2 separate regions of the Mus musculus genome follow, and region 2 is linked to region 1. The links are chromatin contacts, called in public Hi-C maps. All regions are on one chromosome and are shown on one strand. The core of a region is the stretch at or near the end of the contact, and the rest is flanking DNA. Distances in the headings are between cores, read along the strand shown. Region 1 overlaps Chm (choroidermia (RAB escort protein 1)). Region 2 overlaps Chm (choroidermia (RAB escort protein 1)).

What was found. Hi-C and Micro-C count contacts between places; a contact is called where the count stands out from the background.
Region 2: a contact with region 1 is called in a Hi-C map of Th2 cells, with 2.0 times the contacts expected there. The contact joins two enhancer-like sites. A contact is called at or near these places in 7 of 39 promoter capture datasets (the 3T3-L1 cell line, the HPC-7 cell line, hematopoietic stem and progenitor cells and 3 more), 1 of 15 datasets of contacts at CTCF or cohesin (CD8 T cells), 4 of 484 Hi-C or Micro-C datasets (Th1 cells, Th2 cells and group 2 innate lymphoid cells), 2 of 115 datasets of contacts at active chromatin or transcription factors (CD8 T cells and Th17 cells) and 2 of 9 other capture datasets (adipose tissue and macrophages).

Annotation. Positions count from the first base shown.
Region 1 is chrX:113,081,729-113,086,488 of GRCm38.p6, reverse strand. All of the region lies in intron 8 of Chm (choroidermia (RAB escort protein 1)), which reads left to right. Among named protein-coding and RNA genes, the nearest start is that of Mir361, 9.2 kb to the right of the region's middle. Within about 2 kb of position 2,123, at least 8 of the 459 cell types and tissues checked have an H3K27ac peak or open chromatin away from gene starts, as enhancers often do. A contact at or near this core is called in CD8 T cells and Th2 cells, where this site is marked.
Region 2 is chrX:113,174,486-113,179,245 of GRCm38.p6, reverse strand. All of the region lies in intron 1 of Chm (choroidermia (RAB escort protein 1)), which reads left to right. Among named protein-coding and RNA genes, the nearest start is that of Chm, 8.6 kb to the left of the region's middle. Within about 2 kb of position 2,940, at least 4 of the 459 cell types and tissues checked have an H3K27ac peak or open chromatin away from gene starts, as enhancers often do. A contact at or near this core is called in CD8 T cells and Th2 cells, where this site is marked.

The DNA of each region.
Region 1 (4,760 bases), core at 874-3,373:
TGTAAACAACTCTGTGTGATAAGTTATGATCGCCATTTTGTTATCTCGAGAACTGAAACATAGTCACAGAACCAGTAAATGAGAAACAAAGAGGACACAGACACTGTGACTCCATAGCTGATGTCCGTATTGATTCCATAGCCATCTCCAAAAGCTGATCTCTGTGTGATTTGCATATTGTGACTACAGTTGGACACTTGATTCCTGATGACCTGAAAGTTTTGATGATGATGACTATTGCTTGACAAACCAGCTGCCTTCAGGTTCTGTCAGTTTGATCAATATTAGGAGTGGCTTGTCAGTTTTGCTATACTACATTGCTGTGAATAGAACACATAGTTGAATGTTTTTGTTGGTGACATCATTATTTCTTTTTGCTTTCATTTTTTATCCTGCTGAATTTAGTCAATAATGGACAGTAAAAGATGGAGACTAGGGTAGGATTTTAGAGATTGTTTTTCTTGCGGGATTACATTTGATTCTAGGGCAATAGGAAGTTCAAAGTTGGGCTGGGTGAAAAGTGGCTTAAATATTAGATGGAATTTTGGGGAGAAATGGTGCTGTGCCTCTCATCTTACCCATTTTTACCTTTCTGGAAGAGAGACCCACAGCAACAAACATATGGAGCATTCATTTGCGACACCTGCTGTCCTTCCAGCTGGAAGGACACTAAATGCCAGGAAAGGGTAAGAAGTTAAGAATCATGGTATAATTGAGATTGCAATAAGTAGTATAATTTGAATCAGTAAGCACAATGTAGTTGTATACATACACATTGTTGTATATAATCCATACACGTGCCATGTGGTGTATAATATATAGTAAGACTAGAGGTATGTAAATATAAGAAGCACTGAGACTTTTGTCCTCTTATGTACGTGTATATAAAGTAGACACACGTCCATGTAGTTCTCTTCTACACTCATGTTTCAGACTGGCCTGTATGCGGTGAACATGATAGAAAGCTCTGTGTGTTGTTTTAAATATATTGCTCTAATACATGTTTATCTATGCATGCAGTTAGAAGAAACACTGTCAAATGTTGTGCAGACACAGTGCTGAATTATATATCATGATATTTAGGAGACATACTTAGGGGAATTGTGGTTTTATCAATGTACTATGCAATCTGGGTGTAGCTAAGGTACACTGACAGTGATCAATGGTTAGGGTTTTCTCTTCTATCCTTTTTGCAAATGACATGATATGTGTTCAACAAGGAAAGTTTAATTTTTTTGGAGGAGTAAAAAGATCCAAAAAGTATGTCAGTAGATTTTTCCTTTAGTTCCTCAATACCTATACACTTACTGTTCTTATAATATCTACTACACTACAGCAAGTAGGTATAGCAGAGCCACACGTTCTTTTAGACCTCACAATGCAACTATAAAGTTGCACCAAAAAGAAGTCTTGATACTTGCTGCTTCTGTTCAGCATTAATGCATTAACATTTACATCACTGGGTTCCTATTTCATACGCTAAAATCAAACATTAAGCCATATTTCTTACAAATATATCTCATTGTAAAATGTTCAGTTTCTGCTCAGAGTACTATATTTAAAATTTCTACTTAACCAATGTCCTTTACAACATTTTTTAAAAATATGTTTTGCAAAGTATTCACTATTTGTTAGGAACTTTGAAGACAAGCATTTCTACTATAATTATGCTATCTTCAGTTGAAGTTATATATAAGTTTAGCATATGTAGAAAGAAAACCATATGTTGCCCCCTTTTTTCAGTCCCCCCTCACAGAGTTCTTCTCCCCATTCCTCCTCACCTTCACCTCTGAGAGGGTTCCCTCCCACATCCCCCTCCCTAGGGCATCACGTCTCTACAGGATTAGAGGCTCCCACTAGGCCAGAAAAGGCAATCCTCTACTACATATGTGCTGGGGGCCTTGGAACAGCCCATGCACTCTCTATGTTTCTTTCTTACAGTATGTAGAACAACAGTTAACAAATCATACCATGTTGAAAACCAGGTAATTTTTGATGAAATATGGAGGCCTCTTGTAGCCTAAATTTCCCCAAACGAAGAACATTCATTTGGGCTTTGAGTCTAGTTCAGCTTATCTGTGGGAAGTAGACCAGTGATGTTTCATGTGGTGAACTCTTTGATTATTTGCAGGAAATCGACAGTGAAGATGGTGTCAGCCACCTTGGTTATGATTTCCTGTGTATCAGTACTCTCTTCCCAAAATCAGAAGGCTGAATAGCACATGGCAAATGCAGCTAAACAGTCCACCACCAGGAAGATTATTTTTTCTAAATCTCATTAGAATCTGTTAGATTATAATGTCTTAACATCAGATATACTAACAAATATTACTGCACAGTTTGTCATCCTATTGGTGAGCAAAATTAACAGGAAGAAAGACTGTCCTACATAAAATGTATAGTCTACAGGTTCTTAACCATGTGGAATTTTGCTTAGTGGCTCTATTATGCCCTTAATTGCATTATTCTAATTTTCTCAGTGTAAAAATAAATACAGGTTTTCTTGTGCACTGATGTTGTATACCAGAAGAATATTACCTAACCCCTACTCTACTGTGGCTTAACTGCTTATGTGCATCTAAAAGAATTCAATTTGGAAAGACAGGAAAATATTAAATCCTATTCAATGAATGTCGTTTACCTCCACCATTGATAATTTTCATTATGTATAGATTATGAACTACTATAGATTATGAACTACTTTTCAACACAGACTAAAATAAATGACATCAATATACTCAAGATTTGCCAAATCTCAAAATGTGGCTGCATTTACTTTAACTACTTTTTAAAGCTTTACTCATTTTTATTTCTATGTATATCTGTGTGCCTCCATATTTGCAGCATGTGCATGTAGTTTTCTGGGGAGACTAAAAGAGGGTATCAGATGGCCTTGCTACTGGAGTTATAAATGGTTCTGAGCCTCCTGATGTAGGTGCTGAGAACCAAACCTCTGAAAGAACAGTAAAGAAACTAAGCAACTGATTTTCTTCACTGTAACATTCATTCTGTACTTTCCTAGATACTACTCCAGTGTATTTACTTCTAGTTTCCTCTTAAGTGTTTTGTACATTACATATTTGTGTGTCATTTTGATGTATAGCAAGATTTTTGCATATGAAGTTGATTTTCTTTAAATAAGTGATGCCAGTCAGAAGTGTTCTTTCCAAAATTTCTGTTATTAATCAGCTTTTGCATTTTAAAAATACAACAACTAGTAGAAGAGATTAGCTTTCATGAATTTTTATTATTTATGATATTCCCTTGTATGATATGAGAATTTGGACAGTTGTTTGTATGTTTATAGGTTATAGTCATCACAAACTATTCACACTTCTAAAGCCAAATGCATAGTTGTTAGTTTTGCAAGGTTGACCTCAGGTATAATACTTAGTTTGATGAACTTCTTAAAAGTTGGTATATAATAGTTTTGTTCATTAGAGAGAATGGATATAGAACTAAGTTATGCAAGGCTTATGGGGAATTCCAAATTGTAGTTTCTAGCATGTTTCCTCACTGAAAGATGAGAATATTATATCTCTCCTAATGCAGGTATATGGCCAATATGTATGGTCAACCAAGAAAACTCAACTTGACCATCAGTTTTTTCAACTTTTTTTTTCTGAAACTTCAAAACTTAGGCACACCTTCCCTTGTAGCTGAGATCAATATCCACCCATTTGGAGTTTAGTTGATATTTATCAAATGACCCAAAGTTCTCACTCCAAATCAAACTGTTGACCTGACCACTCCCATCCTAAACACCTGACCACTCCCATCCTAAAACTATCTGGTCCTCCCTGTCCTGTCCCTAAATTGGTTACTTAAAGCTATCTTTTGAACCAGTATCTCTAGGGAAACAAACAAACAAACAAACAAACAAAAAACCACTCCTTTCAGGCCTGACATTTAGAGGGCATAGAGATGACCCCCCCCCCCCCAGAAGGTGGAGACCATGGCTAGATCTTAGATCTTCTTTAGTTAAACTAAAATTATTTATTGCACATATGAATGTTCATTTGTTTGTGAATTCTCCTCTAGATATGTTGGATTTATGTTGGTACATAAACCCACTATTTTAAAATGAACCTATGTGTAATTCCGCATATCATATACTTTATATCTTCTTTACAAATGTTATTTTGTTTATTCTTCAAAAGAAGCTTATGTGAATAAGTGGCAATATAGGGCTGGTGTGGAGCTCATTATCCTGTTTCCATGGTCACACAGCTGGTATGTGGCATAGTTGGCATATGAAGCCAGGCAGTCAAAATTCTCCCTTAACCCCTATGCCTAAAATGTGCAGGAAGAAAGAAAAAGTTGTACATATCTTCTTCCATGCGTATAACTAGGATTACCTTACATATTTAAGTAGCAGTAAGATTTGCTACTCTGAAAAGTATTCATCTTCAATTTTACTGTAACAAATTTTTATTCTTACTGAAAGATTTAATAACTTCTATTGCATCTATACATCTTTTCTTAACTAGTACTTAGCTTTTACCTTTCTTTTTTTACATGTTTAAATGTTTCAAGTTCTATATTTTGTCGATTGTAGGCTGAGTTTTACGTTTTATTGGAGAATCTGTCTCTGACTCATATCTTCCTATGTTCTTGTCTAGTGTTGCTTCTCATACTTAACACTTGTACTTTTCCTGGAATTGATTCTGAACACAGTGTGAATCAGAGATGATTCTTCTGATAAATATAACCCGTTGTCCCCAAATCTTTTTGCCACGGCCCATTTTACCCTGATTCAT
Region 2 (4,760 bases), core at 1,691-4,190, 92 kb before region 1:
CTCATATAAGTGTAAAACCTTAGATTTAGCCAACTTTGATCTAGGTTGGATAGGTTAGACAAGTCATTGTCAACTAAAGTTGAAATACTGAATTGAGCTTGTTGATTTTTTTTCAAGTGAAAAGAAACACCATATACTCTGAAGATTAGATTAGCGCGTTCTAGGTTTGTGGTTGGCTTTTTTTTCTAACTGATGCCAACAATGGCTTCATGTCTGGTCCTTAATTATTGACAACATTATGACATTGGATTCAGCTTGTAAACCTTTACATTGAGGCAAACAGGATGACCTAGTTACGTTTCATTCCCTCCCCCCCACCCCCCCCACCCCAAAAAAAAAAACCCAAACCCCAAGCCGGAGAATTAGAGTCACTAAAGCAATGAGAGCAGAAAATTTAGTCATGTTTTAGGATACATGTTGTTTCAGTTGAATTCATTCATTCCACGATTTGCAATCACATGTGGTTCTGAGAATGATTCATCTTTCAGTATTGGTGTTCATGGCTTATTTTTCATTATTGTCAACGTATTTTGCAGTTGCAGTCATTACAGCAAATGCTAAAACTTGGTGTTCTTGGAAGAGAAGAGCTATGATGCATACAGAAAGACACACAGGCTCTTTGGGTTTCTTTTACTAATAAAAAAGGAACAACTTTATTTTACAGTTTGGTATAATGAAAGGATGGAACAGGGTTACTGGTAGTCAGGCCATAAGGGCTCAGAACTAGTGAACAGACTTCTCCAAAATGGTTCACCTAAAGGCATTTTCCTTGGTTTATCAGATGGCAATGCAGTTTTCTGCAAAGACATGTGATCACCCATGGGGAGGATTAACTGAGTCACAGGTTTGTCCTTGATGAAAGCCTTACAGGCTATCTGTATAACAACAAACTTGATAAATATTATATTTTGGCCACATACTTAACACACAAATAATATTTCTTGTTTGAATTTGTATTTTATGATAAATAAGTCTGAATATTTATGTAATTTGGCCACTACATTTCTTTTGTGAATTGCCTTAACCTATTCATTAGATCATTACCTGTCTTATTATAAATATGTAGTGATTAATTAACTTTTAATTTTTTTTTCACGTGTTCAAGTACCATTGTTATTTTGAGTAGCACATACTTGTATAATGTGCATACTTGTTATAATATCCGCCATCACTTTAGACTTTTATTATTTGTTTATTATCCACATTCTTGAAATCACTTCTTATTATTGCTTAATATAAAATATGGTTTATTCATTTTGGTATGTCATAGGTCACCAGAACTGACTCTTCTTGATGACCAACCTCCCTCCATTCCTCTTTCACCTTTCTCCAGTTTCTGTTATATCACTGTTCTCTTAACTCCTGTGAGTTCATGTTGTGGATTCCATAAAGGTCACATGGACTTCTTTCACTTCACATACTATGTTGTTCCAGGGGGCAAGATTTCATTCTTTTATAGAAAACTTATTTTATGTATGAGTATTTTGCTTGCATATGTGTATGTGTACCAGGCGCAAACTCAAGGAGCTTGGGGAGGGGATTAGAACTGGCATTATGTGTGGACGGCTGTGAATCACCACGTGCGTGCTGGAAATTGAACACTGTTCCTTTGGAAGAGCAACAAGTGCTTTTAACCCCTGAGCTATATCTCCAAGCCCTGTTTTCATTCTTCTGTTTTTAATGGCAGAATATGCTTCCATTGTGCCTGTGTATTACATTCGCTTTATTCATTCATCACATGACAGACATTTTAGTTTCTGTACCTTGGCTGTTGTGAATTAAATTGCAGTTAAGAATGTACTTGCTCCTTGGTTGGTGTCCCTGCGGGGGGGCTGCTTATTTTCTGAGGGGAGGTGGGGAAGAGGTTGATCTGGGGGACAGGGGAGGTGGGGAGGACTGGGATGTGGTGAGGAGGGGAAACTGTGGTCAGGACACAATATATGAAAGAAGAATTAAAAAACAAGCAAAGACAAAAAAGAATGTACTTGTCTCTTTAACATGAAGATGGGTTCCTTTTGGTATATACCCAGTAGTGGGAAGGCTAGAAATAACAGTAGTTCTGTTGTTAGTATTCTGAGAAATCGTTATACCTCTTTTTTTAAAAAAAGATTTTATTTATTTATTTGATATATATGATGAGTACACTCTAGCTGTCTTCAGACACACCAGAAGAGGGCATCAGATCCCATTACAGATGGTTGTGAGCCACCACGTGGTTGCTGGGAATTGAACTCAGGACCTCTTAACCTCTGAGCCATCTCTCCAGCCCCCCCCCATACCTTTTATTTTACTGGCTGTACAAATTTACATTTTTATTAACAGTGTATAAAAGTTTCTTTTTTCTCTATCCTCATCTTTTTTTTTTTTTTTTTTTGGTCTTTTCAGTTATTGTGATAAAGTTATAACTCTTTTTTTAAATTTGCATTTCCTAGTTGAGCGATTTCTGACGTATCTTTTGGCTATTTGTTTTAAGAAATGCCCAATCTGAAGCTGGCCTGTGGTGGGGCACACCTTTAATCCCAGTACTCAGGAGCCAGAGGCAGGCGGATTTCTTGACTTCCAGAATACCCTGGACTCCAAGAGTTCTAGGACAGCCAGGACTACACAGAGAAACCCTGTCTCGAAAAGCAAGCAAGCAAACAAATGCCTAATCTGTTCTTTAGTCTCTTTTTAATTGGATTTTCTTTTTTGCTAATAAGTCCAGTTCTTTGTGTATTCTGTTTATTAATGTAACTGCTTGTCAGATGTAGAGTTTGCAGATATTTTCTCCGGTCCTATTAGTTATATTACCTGTCTCTTCAGTCATTCCCCACTCCCAGTGAAGGCCAACTGATCCCATGCTATCACGTATGCTATGTAAGCACTCTGTTACCAAGCCTTGCTCTTCAGTTTTGGTGGTGTCTTTTGTTGTGGAGAAGCTTTCTAAGTTGATAGGAACTTATTTTTCAGTTTCAGTTTTTTGTCGCTTGCACAGTTGGGGTCATTTCCAAACTACTCTTTACGGATACCAGTGCCTGTGAGTCGTTTTCATGTTTGCTTTTGCAAACTCACAGACTTGGGCCTTTCAGATGTCTTTAGTTTCCTTTGGGTTGATAGCTGGGAGTAGTGGGAGCTGTGGGGTTGCTTTCATTTTTCTGCACATTGATACTATTTTCCCTGGAAACTTACGGAGAAGTCTGCCCCTTTCCTGCCGTGTTCTTGGCTCTTTTTGTCAAAGTCAGTTAGCTGTAACTGGAGCTGGCGGTTTGAATTTTTGCTCTCACTTCTGTTGCATTGGTTTGTCTAGTTTTGGCTTTTGCTAACATCATACTGTTTTAGTTAATATTAGTTTGTGATGTTAAAGTAAGATAGAACTTGATTCTTTTTGCCTTATTAGGCTTTGGATATTTGAGGTCTTTTATGGTTCTGTTTCTGAATCTGTGAACAATATTGAAATTTTGATAGAGATTATATTGACTCTGTGGATGATGTCGGATAGTTATTTTAACAAGATTAATTCTTCTAATAAACATGTGATATCTTTTTTTTCTCTCTTTCCTTTCCTTTCCATTGTGTTCTGTTACTTTCCTTCTCTTTTTCTTCCTCGAGTTAGCCCTGGCTGGCCTGAAACTTACTTTGTAGACCAGGCTGGTCTGCAATTCACAGAGCTATTCCTGTTTGTGCCTCTGCCACCCCCAGGTGTTGGCCAACCACACCCACCCATCCTTCCATGCCCTCTTTTTGATGTCCTCTTCAGTTTCTTTAATCTTTTTAAATGATATTTGTAGAGATCTCTCACCTCTTTTTCTTTTGTTCTTTAAGGATATTGACTTGTGTGTGTGTGTGTTCTTGTTATATTCAATTTCTAAGTGTGTCTTTTATTTTTATGGTAATGTCTTATATGGAAATGTTATGAATTTGTATTTCCTTACTCCTTGATCTGTTATTTTTATAGGCATTGTAATTGAGATTGTAGGTTTTCTTTTTCTTTTTTTTCAGATAATTCACTATTAGTGTCTCAGGATACTAACTGATACTTGTCTGTTGTTTTTGTGTCTTTGAGTTTTTCTGAGTTTCATAATTAATTAGTTCCAGTGGTTCCTTGGTGAGTGATGATTGTATAGTTTTACTTACTGTGTCCTTGAATTTGGTTTGTTGGAATACTGGCATTTTGTATGTGTGTTTTTTAATTGCCATATTTGATTTTTAATCGTGCCTTATGTTTATGGAGATATCCCATGTGGAGATGTATAAGTTTCACATTTCTAGTCTATCAGAGATTTTTTTTTATAAGTTTATAAGTTTTATTTTTAAAGATCATGCATGTAAATACATTGTTGCTGTCCTCAGACACACCAGAAGAGGGCGTCAGATCCCATTACAGATGGTTGTGAGCCACCATGTGGTTGCTGGGAATTGAACTCAGGACCTCTGGAAGAGCAGTCAGTGCTCTTAACCACTGAGCCATCTCTCCAGCCCCTCCATTAGAGATTTTCTTCTCTGGTTTCTGGCATTTGCAGAGTAGGTAAAAATACTAGTTTGATGTATCATTCTTGAAAATGTAGTATGAAGTTGTTAATGCACTAAAGCTAATTTTAATTAGACAAAAATTTATCATTTGATGGTTTTACATTTTAAATAATCAGTTAGTTGAAGTGATGGAGGTCAAAACGGGGTTTTGTATTTGCTAGACAAGCATAGGCAGATAGGTGGGTGTGGTGCTCACATTTAACAATACTAGCACTTTGGAACCTAAGGCAGGAGGATTGCCATGAGTATAA